Linked DNA regions of Siniperca chuatsi: region 2 is linked to region 1. A link is a contact called in public Hi-C data. All regions are on one chromosome and are shown on one strand. Each heading gives the region's core, a stretch centred on a gene start, on an enhancer-like site or on the middle of the called end of the contact. The rest is flanking DNA. Distances are from core to core; before and after follow the strand shown.

Region 1 (7,585 bases), core at 5,051-7,550:
CAAAGATACATATCTAATGGACCTTTTGTGATATTTAAACTGTCCATGCTCTACTCACTGTTTTACTTAGCTGTATGCTGCTGCTGCGGTGCTCATTTGCAAACACTTGCTCTTGCAGTGGCTGCTGCAGCTGGTTTTGTGCTGTGCTGAGCTCATTATAGCTACTTACTGTACATAGCATTTCATTCAGTTCGGAACAACCATAAACACGTTTTCCTTCATACGGGGTCGGAAAACATGTCGTACAACTAGTTTTTCTCTAGCATAAACTGGCCCTGAGTCAGTTCTCACAAGGGTGGAGTTTATTACTGTCACTCTCCAAACCCTGGGCTTGGTGTATGCTTGTGGGGAGTGACAAGGCCAGAGTCTTGACACCAATTATGAATCACTTTCGCTTCTAGAGGGTCTTCACTGTAAGAAATGGTCAATTTTGGTTTACAACTAATTCACTGCAGCTAATCTGCACATGTGATGCACTCACCCTTTGGTCTCGCTGAGATTTCTGTAGAATACAAACAAATTCCCCACCAAACCAGACATGTCAGTCAGAAATCATTTTATTTGGTATTGGACTTTCCAGTAAGTGGAAGATTGAGGCAAGTACCTAACATACAGTAGATGCCTTGTGGGCCCCAACAACACAGTCACTAGTCCTGTGGTTACATTTTGTAGCGTGATCTTGGCATTCTTGGTCCCATCTTCAGGAAGGGAAATGGGATAACTTGTTGTTGTGCATGTATGTGTATCTTTTCAGAGGGAGCACTTTGGCAGGCACCATTACCGCCCAGCAGTAAATTGCCTTGTAAATTATAGTGCCGGGGTAATAAAGCCAGATTTGTATATCACCGGGAGTGGAGACTGTGTCTGTCTTGTAAATTTAATTAAACAGCAGGTGCAAAATCAGGTCATATGGCTTTGATGTGCCCCATGTGAGAATGACAACCAGACAAAGATTCTAATACGGGGAGCATTTACATATTTTTGCATGCGGCGGGCGGCTTGTATGGAGGTAGGGGGAGCCTCGCCTATCACCTTGTAGTGTATTAAATTTCCCCCAAATTAAAGAGGATTCAAATTAGCTGTCACCTTCAATTTTAATAGATCTACAGCAAAATAAATGGTTAAGCTCTTCAAAACACAGCCTCTTGCTTGTTGAGTGTGCATAAACTCAGCCATTACCAACACCTAGTGCCGACTGAAACACTTTCAGACTAATTGGCTTTTATTGCCTGTCTACTGTACATTACACAACATCAGAACTAACCCATTAGAATGCAATTAAAATACTTACCAAGAACTTCAATTAAACAAGATGCGACATCAAGCTAAACCAGCGCCTGCAGTATAGTATATTACAAAAACTGTGATTTTCTTGCCAACTAGTATTGTGTTTTAATATAGATCTCCGTCTGGCTGATGTGCACTGAAGCCAAAAATCATCCTCTTATGGCTGTACTTGACCTGTGACACTGTCAACGTGCTGTCTGGGCTCCAGAAGGCCCTTTCCTGTATGTCGGTTTGAGCTCACTGCCAGAGAGCCTACGAACGTGTCAGCGGCATCAGTTGACCTGACGGCAACACCTTCGCTTGTTTCTTTTTTTGTGTGTTGGGAGGAAGTGTTGATAATTACCACCTAGGATGTAGCCATCTGTGCCGCCCTTTCACGGCCTGTTAAGCTTGCTTTTCAGAAAGTTTACTGTTGACAGAGGGCACGTGAGAGAAGTGAACGCCAGAGCGCGTAAAAAGACTGCACACTCAAGCAATATTAAAAGCAGTGCTAAGGAGCTGATTTACAGGCAGAAGGTGGAAGAGGAGGCAAAGGAGGAAGACGAGAAGAAGAGGGGCAAAGATTAGGTGCAAAAATATGGAGGGGGAAGAATTGTTGAGATTGAGTACACTCATTAATAAACTTAAATCAAGTAATTGGAGTAATCCTGAAAATTTGCATTTAAATGCAACTAGTGAACATCAAAACATTTAAACCAGATTGAAGTGAGTATTCTCATTATTGAGTCACTTTCCCAGTGATCTCATACAAGTTCACAATCCCTATCTTGATTTTGTCCCAGCTTGCATGCTTTCCACTTGCTTGAGCTCTGTAACTTTTCATCGTGTCCATCACTCCGAGCCGCCAATTGTCATCAGCCATGAGGGACACCTGTGTTTCTGCCATAAGGCAGCAGTTATCATCTAGCTGTCAGATATCTGTCACTATGGCAGGATCTATGTGGAAACCTTCTCTGTCAAAACCTGTCAAATTTCACTGAGTCTTTAATGAGAAAAAGCCAAGTTGAAACCACAGGCACAGACGTCTGTGTGTGTGTGTGTGTGTGTGTGTGTGTGTGTGTGTGTGTGTGTGTGTGTGTGAGTGAGTGAGAGTTAGAGATACAGCAGGCTGAGGGAACAGGTGCATGGCTGGAAGCTGTGGTGGTGGTAGGAACAGTAAGGGCTCAGTACAGTACGTCATCTCTGATAGCTGAGGGTTCCAGTCCAACTAATCAAACACACATCAACTGCCGGTGACTAAAAAACACACGACTGATATTACATAAAGAGCAGTGGGCTGGAAATTGATCCAGCTCCATTTTACAAACTTCATGTTAAATCAACAGACGAAAATCCATTTTTTCTACTGTAGCCTCAGGTATTTTAAAAAATCAATTTGTTGGCTGTATAAAAAGAACAATTTCTTGCTAAACCAAATGTAAATAGAACTTGAAAACATTTCTTTGCACCTGGCAATATCATAATTAACTCAAGCCTTTGTATTTGACTATGTGCTCTATTACAAACCAAATCCCTCAGGTCTTCGCTGTTCTCAGGTATGTCATCATGACAGAAAACAGAGTTTGTTACTTTCCCTGTGGCCCTTGACAACCGTTATCCTCACCAGGCAGGCATGCCGTCCCAACAGGCCTGTCAGAGGCCAGGTGAGGAGGCTCAGGTGAATGACCCCAGGCAAACTTCTCCCAGATAAAATCAAGAGAAAGGAGGGAGGGAGAGTGGTGAATGAGACAGGAGGGAAGTGGAGCAGGAAAGCAAACACAGGGGGTTGTAGAAGAAGTGGGATGAGGTAGATGAGTTTTATTAAGGTGCACAGTGTGGCAAGAAGGTAAGTCAAGCAAAACTGAAGATAAAGGGAGAGAAGGTATGGGATGACACATGAAGAGGGGTAGAAAGAGAGAGGAGGGAAGATGAAGGGTATGCAAGTCAAACATTGACAGGTTCTTATGTATCTGTAAATCAACAGAGACTAAAAAACTAGTAAAAAACAAACAAACTAAAAACTAGTTCACATTTTACGTTTTAGTATAATATGAACATAATTTTTTATTTATTTAAAAAAAATTAAAGGAATTGTTTGACATTTTGGGAAAAATGCTTGAGAATGGTATCGATGTTTTCATCTAACTCTCAGCAACAAAACAAATGTGTTTTTCAAAATGTCAAACTATTCCTTTAATTAGATAAAATCTTACTCTAATATTTTGATAAATCCCCCATGTTCTCTGTGTCTTTGCTAGAAATGAACTTTTTCAAGTCACAGTCTAAGCAATTGATTGTTGTAGAACAACATCAACAAATACTGTACATCCCCTTTGTTGTTGATTTGACAGGCCAGAGCCTTGTCTTGCCGAACCACAGGAAGCTAATGAGAGCTAATAGGTGTCATAGGCTTTAGGGACAATGAGCAGTACAACTACATGCTGGGATAAAATAGATCAGAGGCGGGGCCATGTCATTTCATGTCAGTCACTGGCAGATGTACAATGGCCCCTGGTTATAATTAGAGTGTGCTATGTGTGGAAGTATGAGTGAATGCACATGCCTATTACTAAGCCTTAACCCCCATCGAGAGCTAGCATGGAACTCTTAGTTTTTAATGTCAACGTGTGTTTACTCTATTCTTTCCTTGGCGGGGGCAAATGCTGCCCGTCAGCTTGACATGTCAGGACTGAGGAAGGAGCCTCTAGAATAAGCATCAATGCTCAGTGGAACAGAATATATATGGTATATGGTTGTATATTGCACTGAAGACTACTTCCTGCCCTAAATGATGAATGAGTGATTAAATAAGGGTGCTGAACCATACAGAATGAATCCCTGATCTATTTGACCCTAGCTGCTTTGAAATTTTGTGGCAAAAATGTGCAGAAGAAGTGGACTCTATAAACTATAAATGCTAGGAACAGAGCAGCATTTTAATCTTTGGACAGTGACAACATTTCATCGCTTAGTATTTGATGTATCAAAAGTCAGTGTGTGTATCATTATTGACAAACAGCCTGTGCTGTTTTTACAGGACTCTAGTTCCCTCTTCTGGCAAGCAGATTTACCATTAACATCAAGTAAATCATTATATTACAACACAACTACTTAATGACCTTCTGCTATACCATAGTGTTCATGAAAATTTACCTTCAGAATTCCTGCGGGTAGTATGATGTCTCTTACTGAGTTCTGGTCATGTAACGATCATCAAGGTATTTAGCTGACCATACTAACAAGCTATGTTGAGTAAGATGAAGCAGAGGCATTTATCCAATGACATTGTTAGACTACACGTAGCATTACTAGTAGTGTTGATACTAGTGTAGACTCAGAGCCATTAATCAACACTTTTGATGAAGATAACAATGGTACATTTAATTCCATGTGTTCTTTTTAAAAGGTGTCTTTCCTGTACAGAGGCAAGGTTTTCCTGTCTCTATCAACTGTCACTGAATTTACATTTGCATTGCAAGGACTAGACCTAAGGGGCTGATGATTACTCTGGTAAGAAATGAAAAAGAAAAAAGAAAAAAATCAAAATTCTAAATACACAATATTATGTTTATTTTTCAGACCTTTCTTTAATCTTTTTTTGTGTAAAATACTGGATAGTTTGTCTTCAGGCATCCAAAAAGTACAAAAAATAAGGAAAAATCTGTTGTGATTTAACTGCTCACAGTCATGTACCCTGTGATGGGGTGTCACAAGTAGATGCTGCTTCATATTAAGAGGTCAGAAGCAAAATAGGTTTAGGGAACCACTGGACTAGACTATATGGAGAAAATGTTTGCTTAGCCACTTTTCCTGTAAATATTCTATAGTTTCAAGATATTTTATGGACAAGACAAACAAGACACACACGCATTGATGCTATAGTATAAAAAGGTTAAGAGTTTGTTGGTTAGTTGGTTTCTAAGTGCAGAGCAGCAGAGGAGAGGATGCTGATGGGGAGCAGAAGGAGGACTTGGCAGCAAGGTGTTGGAAGGTAAAGCCAGAGCAGAGCAGCCTGATCGGCCTGCAGCCAGCACACGTGTGATATCAGAACCTTGTGTTCTATACAGAGCAGGTGCAAAGGCCTTGTGTCTTCTCTTTTCATCCATCCCTTTCTCAGCGATGGAGCTTGGCTCTCTGTCTCCTGTTTCTCTGATGTTCAGCTCTTTGTCTTCCAGGTGATACACTCCTCCCTGTCTCTCTGTCCATCTCTCCATTTCCTTCCTCACACCCCCCTCTCTCCCCCTGTATCATACTTCATTTGCTCCAGATAAGACATCAGCTTCAGCGCCCATCCACAAACTCTGTCACCATGATGCCCACAGATGGTAACTTCCTGTGGTCCTGCCCAGTGATTGGTGGAGAGACTTCCAAACAGAGAACAGCTGGTGAGGGATGATATATCACCGGGCGTTTGCACTTTCATTTGCAGGGTTGTCTTGTTAATGCTCCCAATCCAGCATCTGGCAGGAAATAGACACAAAGGCAGAGAGGGGGAGAGAACAACCTGTTCTTTGGCAGACCTTAACAAAAGGCTGACACATGTCTGATGAACAGACAGAGCTGCCGTGAATATGAAGGAAAGATGCTTGATGCAAGTAAAACAAAGGCTAAGAGGATGTGGACATTTTCTACAAAAAGGTTATTGTTAAGAGAATGAAACAATAAATACGCCTCCAGAGGATTAAAAAAAAAAACATTAAAAAGAAGTTAGTGTATGACAACTATTAATCCACCCATGTAGGAAGGTGAGAACAATTTAAAAATGACTAAAAATCCCACACTCTTGTGATATCAATTTTTGTGATGGTACATTATTTTGCTTGCTACTGTTTATTGCTGATTATCTCCATGAAGTAGTGCTCCTCTTGTACTATAGATCTTCCTGTTAATGGAAAGGAGAACTATACACTTTAAACACCAGAGGGAGCCATTTCACAACCAAATGGGCCACAAGACTTCCTCATGGTATGTTTGAGATGCATAAACTGTAATATTTCAATACCCTGGTGTGAATGAATGAGAGCAGAATCACAAAAAAACAACAACCTTTAATACCTGGTGTCACAGTGTTAGTGGAACTGTAGATATACTGAGATGCCGAGTCTACGTTGTGCAGAATTGATCCAAATATGCCATTTTACAATGTTGATATCTTTGTATCACCCAGGTCGATGTACTTTCAATTACTGACTAAAGACATTGTTAACCATCTCCAAATACAGACATCTTGTGTACAGACAGCATTTCCTCTGACAATAATCCACTTACTGAGGTGACCAATCAGGCCTGAAGAAGTCTGCTCTTAAAACAAATGCAAATACAACAAACTATGACGTAACACAGGCGTATAAAAAAACCCAAAAAAGTAACAGACACTTAAAGCCAACCTGCTGAATTGAGGAAGGCCAACCAACATTGTATATCATATGGCTGAACGTCAAAACATATTTCTTTAAAAAAGGAGGGAAAGAAATAAACTCAAAAAAAACCAAACAAGTCAGCTGGGTGATAGTGACAACGCTACCATTCCAAAGATCTTTAGAGGCTACAATATTGTAATATTTAACATGTAGAAGTCAGAGAAAAATCATGCAGCTTCATCTCTTGACACAACAGATTATAAAATATAAATTGTTGCTTGTAACTAAACTTGATCTTCGGATACTTGCAAAGTAGATATTGAGCCTTTGTAAAAATAACCTTCACCTTGCTTCCCAAATCTTAGAGACAAGCCCTCAGTCAAACTGTCCTAACCAACACCTGTGCTGATGTTTCATCTGCTTAAGTGGTTATATAGGCCTTTATGTCGAGCCCTGAAAAGCCTCTTCTGGCTCCAGTGTAGAAAATGATTATGCAATGTGACACTGCAGTGATTGTAATATTTGCTGTTTGGCCCTTTTATATCTGTTGCATAATACAGTATCTACCTGTTCAGTGGTGCCAGCAAACATAGATAAAGAAAAATGTTGTGTAAAAAATGGAAGTGGCCATGATTTTGTTCGACTTTAGTTACTTTAGTAAGACTTTGATGATGGTGATAATTTTGTGTTTAAATGAAGATTTTGAACTATTTGATATTAATCTTTATCCTGGTGATATCAGTCCTGATACATTAAGTTGTGAAACCTCTTAAGAAGTACGGTTGCAATCTCTCGTATGTATTGACTTTTCTAATAAATTGACATTGATTTCAGGTGCTAAAGTCCTCCATTAAACACAGCAGGCACCATACCACACACACATCACAGATCATATCAAGTAGTAAAACAATGAAACCCATATACAGTGCAGCGTTTACATAAAGAAGCATTAAAATATT
Region 2 (7,546 bases), core at 3,720-6,219, 38 kb after region 1:
CAGCGCCCACCACCTTTTCACAAACGACAGCGCCCCCTGCTGTCAAAATACTGCAATCGGCTTTTATAAGATTCGGTACAAATTGCAAATAACATGTTTTCTCACCTCCCCCTAGTGGTATCTAGCCATGCAGATATCTTGTTTATCTTATGCCAGTACCTTCAGGCTGGCCTTTAACTGGCCATAATGAAAGAAGGTGACTTGTCATGATAATTTAGGGTAGTGGTATCTAGCCATGCAGATACTGTAGTTTGCAGATAGTTATTTCCCAGGTTTTGAGACCCTAGACAAATAGCCTAATACAACCCCAATACAATGGAGGTGAATGGAATTTACATAGTCACTTTTACATAGTTACATTTCATTTGCCTCCACTGTTTTGGGATGGAGACAGAGAGACAGACAGACAAAAAAAAAGTTTTTGGGTGAATTTGAGTGAATCCACCCCTTAGAGTAGGTCCTTCTGAAATCCAGGGGTCCTTAAGTCTGCAGAGAGTCCCCAGCAAAATGAGGTTCAGTCTAGTTTGACTATTATTTCATTAAACTAATCTCTCACAAGAGTGAAGTGAAACCTTTGCTAAATGTAATGTATAACCTCACGTGAAAATGTTTGGAGCAAGTTTTTGTTTTTGTTTTTTGTTATATTTATAGAAGACAATACAGACTTTTTCAGGGACAGAATGATATAAGTCCTGGACTTATTTCCATTGTTGTCCTTGGTGTTTACACAGTGCACCAACCCTTATCAAGACTGAGACAGTCATCAAAATATTGCTACAGCTCTCATGATTTGAACTTCCATATAAAATGTCCATTTACCAACAAAGGGCAAAGTAGAACAATAGAATGTACTTTGTAACAGCTGTTGTCTACCAGGTTTCTAAAACAAGTAGAGACTTGTCCCCAACAGTATAGATAACAGGACAGACCAGTCTGCTCAGTTTAGCAAGGATAAAAATGTCTACATAATGGCATGGCCCAGCACCTGCTGGGGTGCCTGATGCAGTGGCCACACACTGAACTCATGACAGTGAGTGGGTGGACTAGTTCTTGCTCAACTTGAGGATTACAAGGTTAGAATTCCTTTCAGTTGTCAAAGTCATTCATGGCATCTATTCAACTTACTTTAATGGAACTCTCATGTTATTACAGGAGCCAGTGTGACCAGTGTCTGCTCTGTTATGCAGATCAAATCAGTGCAAATCACTTCTCAAAACTTGTCTTTTAAAAAAAGCTTTTAATTAATGTTAGCACACTGTTTTATTTCCAACATGTCTTATTTGTATTATTATTATTATTATTGTTGTTTTTATCTATATTGTATACGATACTATATTATTATATTATTGTTGGGTATTATATTCCATTTTATTTTTGTATTATTTTAATTGTTTGATTTTATTAGCCTCATTGCAGTCCAATCGTTGTTCAACCATGTAAAGCACTTTGTAACTTTGTTTTGAAAAGTGCTGTATAAATAAAGTTTATTAATTAAATCAGTGCAAATGATTATATATTATTTATTAATATAGTGGGATGAAATTTAAGGAAACAAATTGTTCATGAACAAAATGTAGTTATATTGAAGTTGTTAAACCCGAAAGTGATGTATAATGTAATTATTACATAATCTTATAGCTGTTTATCTTATGCCAGCACCTTCAGGCTGGCCTTTAATTGGCCATAATGGAACAATGTGGCTTTTCATGATAATTTAGAGTGCTACATGCTGACAAAAATAAAATAAAACACTTTAACAATTTTTCTAATGAAAAATGTTTTTATTAAATTATATTTGCTCTGCAGTGCAAGGAAACAAAAATATATCTCTCAATCAATCAATCAATCAATCAATCAATCATCTATCTATCTATCTATCTATCTATCTATCTATCTATCTATCTATCTATCTATCTATCTATCTATCTATCTATCTATCTATCTATCTATCTATCTATCTATCTATCTATCAAAACAACAAAGTGCAAAAAATCTGACTTTGAATTTAGCATGTCTTAACACTGTTTTTCAACAACCAAGCTGTAAATTAAGTTATAAAAATAACAGACACAAATAAAGATAAAAACATTCATACTGTACAAATTATCAGTGCAATCACTCAACAAAGGTAAATCAAAATGGAGTTGCAGATTTTCACCACTGCAGCTTCATGTTGGCTTTGCTCCACACATATTTCCCTCCTCTCTTTAGAAACATCTTTTCATCAAAGCCACTGAAGCTAATGGCATCCTTCACACCAACATCGAGGATGGACTTGGACGGGTCCTTCCTGCCTGCTCGACAGTCCAGGAAACGCATCTGAAAAATGAAGAAAGACTAAATCAGTTACACATTTAAATGCTCTTCAGATGTGTTAAGTTACCTGTGTACTGAACAGTTTTTAGATTATTCCTCATTCAAATACCTAAAAACTTGCAAATTTAAATGTTCAGAATTAAGCCAAACTTAAGCCTTTCAACTCCAATCAAGCAGTCACCATTTAATTACTTCTAATTGCCCCAAACTTGGAGGGAAGTGCTTTTACTTCAACATCTAACAAAACTTAAGCAAACTTAATGGCCCATTCACACTAACAGTTAAATTAAGGAAAGACCACGGGCTGTGAAAGTAGCAATCTCAAGAGGAGTGTGTTTAGTCCATAAACAATATAAGGTACTTACATATTCATCCAGGATCAGGTAGGAATTCCTCATCTGTGAAGACAACCAAGACCACAAACTTCAGTTTTGTTAGTCTACGGCCTGGCATCTGATTCCCAACATTGTCACACTATTTACTTTGCTAACAACACTGCTGATGTTGTTCCACCCAATAGAAAATGTCCTACAAAAATGTTTCAGTATTATTACTGACAGGATGAGTTGGTCTCTGCCACGGTACATTGTGGGTGGGCCTTGATCCAATGAATATAGCTGACATGCTACATGACCCTTATGGTTATATAATACTTTACATTTGCACGCACAGAATTCCATTCTTGTTTCAGTTTCTCCAGTAACCTGGAATTTGATCAGTCAGCTTTGAAACTGGGTCATAATAACCTAGTTACGACTGTACTCCAATTATGAGACACCTAATTAGATTTCTTGCTTACTTTGATATTTAACAGTTTACTATCTCTTTTCCATTCACTTTTTAACAATTCACTGTCTGTGCAATCTGATGTGCACAGTGTGATGGGTACATTTGGATGACAGTATTGTGACCATTGTTTATTATCATTTATACTATTGTAAAATCAGAGAGACAGGTGGCAGAGTGCTAAATCTGGGCAGGACATTGCAGTGAATGGGAATATTATGTAGGAACAGATAACATGGGCGTTCATTTTCACTCATTCATTAAACTGTGACAGATTTTGGTGAAATTGAACTTGCTATCATTCTTTTAGAGACGTCACAGTATCTCAACATGTTAGCACATATAGACAGTAGAGGTGTCAAAGGTTTGTATAAAATGCTTACCCAAAATAAGATGTTTCTGAGTATATGGGCATAAGTTTGTGAATTTAAACGTATCTACAGTCATATTTGTTGCCACTGTTAACAATCTCATACCTTCTCATTGGACTCCGGAACAAGGCAGGAGATGCTACTGTGTCTATCCAGAAACTCCTGAAACAGTTGGTCACTGATGACGAACCTCTCTGCCTCTCTCAGGGCTTCCTCTCCTGCATTTTCCCCGTCAATCAGCAGACACTGGAACACCTGAACAGAGGAAGCACAGACAGAGAGGGTGAGTATGTGTGTGTCAAGAAACTCATACACACCAAACATATACACTCTGCCTTTCTATTGTTACCTTCCAGCGGACTGGGTTAAGCTGGGTGATGGGCTCCGTCATGTCTTCGTCCATGTTGAAGGTGTTGATGACCGAGTTGATCTTGAATGCCACTTTGTACTGCTGGCACCAGTTGCGAATCTTGTGAAGGTTGTCAACGTGGCTCTTACGGCCCTGAGTTCTGCCAATTAGCTGGTTGGTTGCTTCATCAAAACTGTCACAGGAGATGGCCAGGATGTCCAGATAGTCACCTGGTGGAGAGAGAGAGAGAAAGAGAGAGAGAGAGAGAGAGAGAGAGAGAGAGAGAGAGAGAGAGAGAGAGAGAGAGAGCATATTTTTTTAAGATCAAGCATAACATTTGCTTTGGTGCCAAATTAAGGCATTATTTCTTCTTCTTAGACTAAAACTATGCTCCCATCTAGTGTACAATATGGTAAAAAAAAGTTAAAATAGAGCAATACAAAACAAGAATGAATTTGTCCTACAAAGTTGACACTAATTTGGAATCTTACCATATTTCTGGAACCATTTTTCTTTGATCATGCTCCCATTGCTGACAATGCTGACACTTGGGAGCTGGAGGTCCAGTTTACAGAACTGAACTAATTTCCCCAGAAATTCTCCTTTCTCATGCAAAAAAGGCTCTCCTCCAGAGAAGTTGATCTTTTCCATGCCTGATAAACAGAGAGATGAATTTAACCTCATGCAAGAGGTTTGACACCACACAACAGAGCAGAATATACTGATCTGTCAATCTTACCTGATTCCTTCAGAAGTTTGAGGCCCCTCTTGGCTTCCTCTAGAGGCAGGACGAAGGAGGTTTTTGCAGTGTGGAAACAAAATCCACATTTGTAATTACACTTGCGTGTAAAGTGATAGTTGACACTTGTTGGAGTCATCGCATTTTGGACTTTCCTTTGATCCAGATTGCTGTCAACAGGTGGAACGGGTGAAGTTGTTCCCTTGCAGGCTCCTGCTGTCCAGTAACAAACTGTTGAAATGATGCTCGCCATAATGCAGTGCAGGGTGCTGATGCAGAGCTGCAGCAGCAGCTTCGGAGACGCGACCACAGGGGAGAACTGCATCTTCAAACCGACCGAATCACACCTGCTCTGTTCGCACTGTTGACAGATCTTATATAGAGGGCTGCAGGGCGTACATTAACAAAGAGAAGGAAAATAGAGCAGCTGAGTTTCTGTTTACAAACATCGAAAACGAAACCCAGCTGGGTGCGTGACCGGAACACCGGCAGATGACCCAGCGATAAAATATGATGCTGAGGGCGAAATTATAATGCGTCCATACAGTAAATACACTTTCAGCCATTATACAGATGCAACAGTATGACGAACGAGGAACTTTATAGGAAGCTTAAAGGGTAGGCCTATATGCGATTATATAGATATTGGTGATATACCATTCATAATAATGCATAGTTGTAACAGTGCTGTTGATGGCAAAAAACTCTGCACAGCAGTCAGATGTTTGGTAATGGTTGCCTGCTGACGTTCTTTCTATTTTTTCGTGCTTATGTCTGCATCCTTGGCTTGTTTTGAGCGCGTCTTCAATACCTTACTGTCAATAAAAGATTATTAGTTTTCAGAGCTATGCAGAGGCAATTTGTTTTCTCTTTCTTCCACCCTTATTCATCTCTGTTTCCTTAATAATAAGTAATTTCATCCCAAGTTTCTTTTCTTTTATGTATACATTCACAATTTCTCACCCCCAGTTCCCTTAATGCCCAGCTTCTGCGGTTTTGAAAGTGAGCACCTCTCAATATAATGTCAAAGAGACACCACCTTTCTGTGACACAACCAGCAAGTATTTGTTGGTATATGATGTCAAAGAGACACCACCTTTCTGTGACACAACCAGCAAGTATTTGTCCTAACGATTCTTCTATAAACATAACTCGGGGTCAAGGAAAGTGTTTCTCAGAATCAGCAACAAAGGCTTTAACTTGCACAACCCATTTCAGAGTAATCGCAGAGTTTCATTTTGCCTTTCAGCCCGGTAAGTTTCGTTTTCTCTGCAGCGGTCAGTTTACATAATGCCTCGCAGTTAGTATCAGTGCACCAGATTGGAAACTGATCACAACGTCTCGTGTAACAGATGGCACGGCGCGCAATGTCTCTTCTTTCTCAGTGGTCCTCTCGTATTTTTTCAGTGGAGCTGGATGGAGCACCCTTCTACTTCTCAATTCAAGAAACGCACCGGAGAGAAGAAGTGCCGCGGGTGTTCAGAGAAGTCCGAAACAATGGCAGGTGTTACTCTCTCCTCGTCTGCAGCGACGACAGAATCAGACGAGCCAAGTTTTACGGGGAGCTGAAAGGGAAATTGCTGAGAGGCTTGCCTCCAGAGTGTGATTTGTCTCCTATGTCCTCCTTTCTGCCAAATGTCAAGGATTCTCTCATCAAGGGGTACTTTTTAAAAGATAATTCTGAGAGTTCATCCTCGTCAGAACGGCTTTTACGACGTTTAATACAACATGATCCAGTGTTTGTGTGTTCATACTTCAGACGTGAGGAAGGCCAACTGTGGACTCAGCATCTGTGGTCTCATGCAGACAGCCAAACTATGGAAACGTCAAAGGAGTACTATGTGGTACCCTCAGAAGCGCCACAATATCACCCATCTACTCTCAACATCATCAACTCTGATGTTTTCTACAGTTTTGAGGAGGCCTATGAAGTTATAAAAAAGGTGCTTATAGTCTCATAATAATATGCACAGACCAGTTTTACAATCACATAAGCGAATAGTGTAGAGATATTGATTTATTTGCAAGATAAAATGGCAAAATGGCACACTCATGTGGCAGAGGAAGGTACAGCAGTGTAAACCAAGTGCCCCACTTGATTCTTCCATTTATCTATCAGTGCCAGGTGGCCCACAGTAGTGCGTTTGTTCATGTGCGTCACAGTCTATGACTCCCTCCTGCCTCCTCTCACAGCAGCACAATGATTGTGTCTGTTCTGCAGTGTGGTGACATCATCCCAGAGGCGTCGTCTGTGCTGGAGCTGCTGCCCAGCCGAGCGGAGGCCAGAAGTAAACCAGACTTCCCTGTTATTGTCATAGAGGGCCTGGATGCCACAGGTTAATGCCATTACCTCATAAATAAATATGGGATCTGTTTGATGTATAGATGTCTTGCTCAAGTGATGGCCCGTTGTTCTCTGCTAAAGCCATTATCTGCCAGTGAGCTTCGCCTAATGGAATATCATGTATCATGACCTCAGGAAAGTTACATCACTGTGAAAATGGTTTATTGAAGAGTGCACTCATCTAATACTCTTTGCAAACCTCATGAAAACTCAACCATGTAGGTAGGATGGGAGTCAACTTTTCAAGAGTCACTTCACTCCCTTATTACATTTAAAACATATGACGAATTCTACCTTTTGCTCTCTGAACACTTACTCAGTCTTTGTGTTTCTTCTTTGTTTGTGAGGTGACTCTTTCCTCCCTCCTTCTTCCCATCACAGGTAAGACCACTCTGACTGAGTCTCTGAGAGATACTCTGGGGGCCGCTCTCCTGCGGTCCCCTCCCCAGTGCCTGTCTCCCTTGAGGGCCCGCTTTGATCAGGAGCCGCCCCTCATCCGCAGGGCCTTCTATGCTCTGGGGAACTACATCACAGCAGAACAAATAGGCCAGGAGGGCATGAAGACACCTGTCATCATTGACAGGTAAAGACAGCTGAGATGTTGTGAAGTTTGTCTGTTTTGTGACCTGGTTTGTGATAGA

What was found. Hi-C and Micro-C count contacts between places; a contact is called where the count stands out from the background.
Region 2: a contact with region 1 is called in a Hi-C map of liver, with 2.1 times the contacts expected there. The contact joins the promoter of rsad2 here to the enhancer-like site in region 1. A contact is called at or near these places in 3 of 3 Hi-C or Micro-C datasets (liver, skeletal muscle and an unstated tissue).

Annotation. Positions count from the first base shown.
Region 1 is chrLG15:15,678,746-15,686,330 of ASM2008510v1, forward strand. It overlaps rnf144aa (probable E3 ubiquitin-protein ligase RNF144A-A), which reads right to left. Exons shown (of 8, transcript XM_044166977.1): 8 at 6,295-7,585. Among protein-coding and RNA genes, the nearest start is that of rnf144aa, 36 kb to the right of the region's middle. Within about 2 kb of position 6,301, the one cell type or tissue checked has an H3K27ac peak away from gene starts, as active enhancers do. A contact at or near this core is called in liver, where this site is marked.
Region 2 is chrLG15:15,718,515-15,726,060 of ASM2008510v1, forward strand. It overlaps rsad2 (radical S-adenosyl methionine domain-containing protein 2), which reads right to left and starts at 4,970. Exons shown (of 7, transcript XM_044166976.1): 1 at 4,562-4,970; 2 at 4,314-4,475; 3 at 3,823-4,052; 4 at 3,579-3,728; 5 at 2,682-2,714; 6 at 1-2,319. The coding sequence starts at 4,886. The coding sequence ends at 2,155. cmpk2 (UMP-CMP kinase 2, mitochondrial) reads left to right here and starts at 5,813. Exons shown (of 6, transcript XM_044166975.1): 1 at 5,813-6,221; 2 at 6,321-6,504; 3 at 6,783-6,897; 4 at 7,287-7,488. The coding sequence starts at 5,914. It overlaps rnf144aa (probable E3 ubiquitin-protein ligase RNF144A-A), which reads right to left and starts at 19. Exons shown (of 8, transcript XM_044166977.1): 1 at 1-19.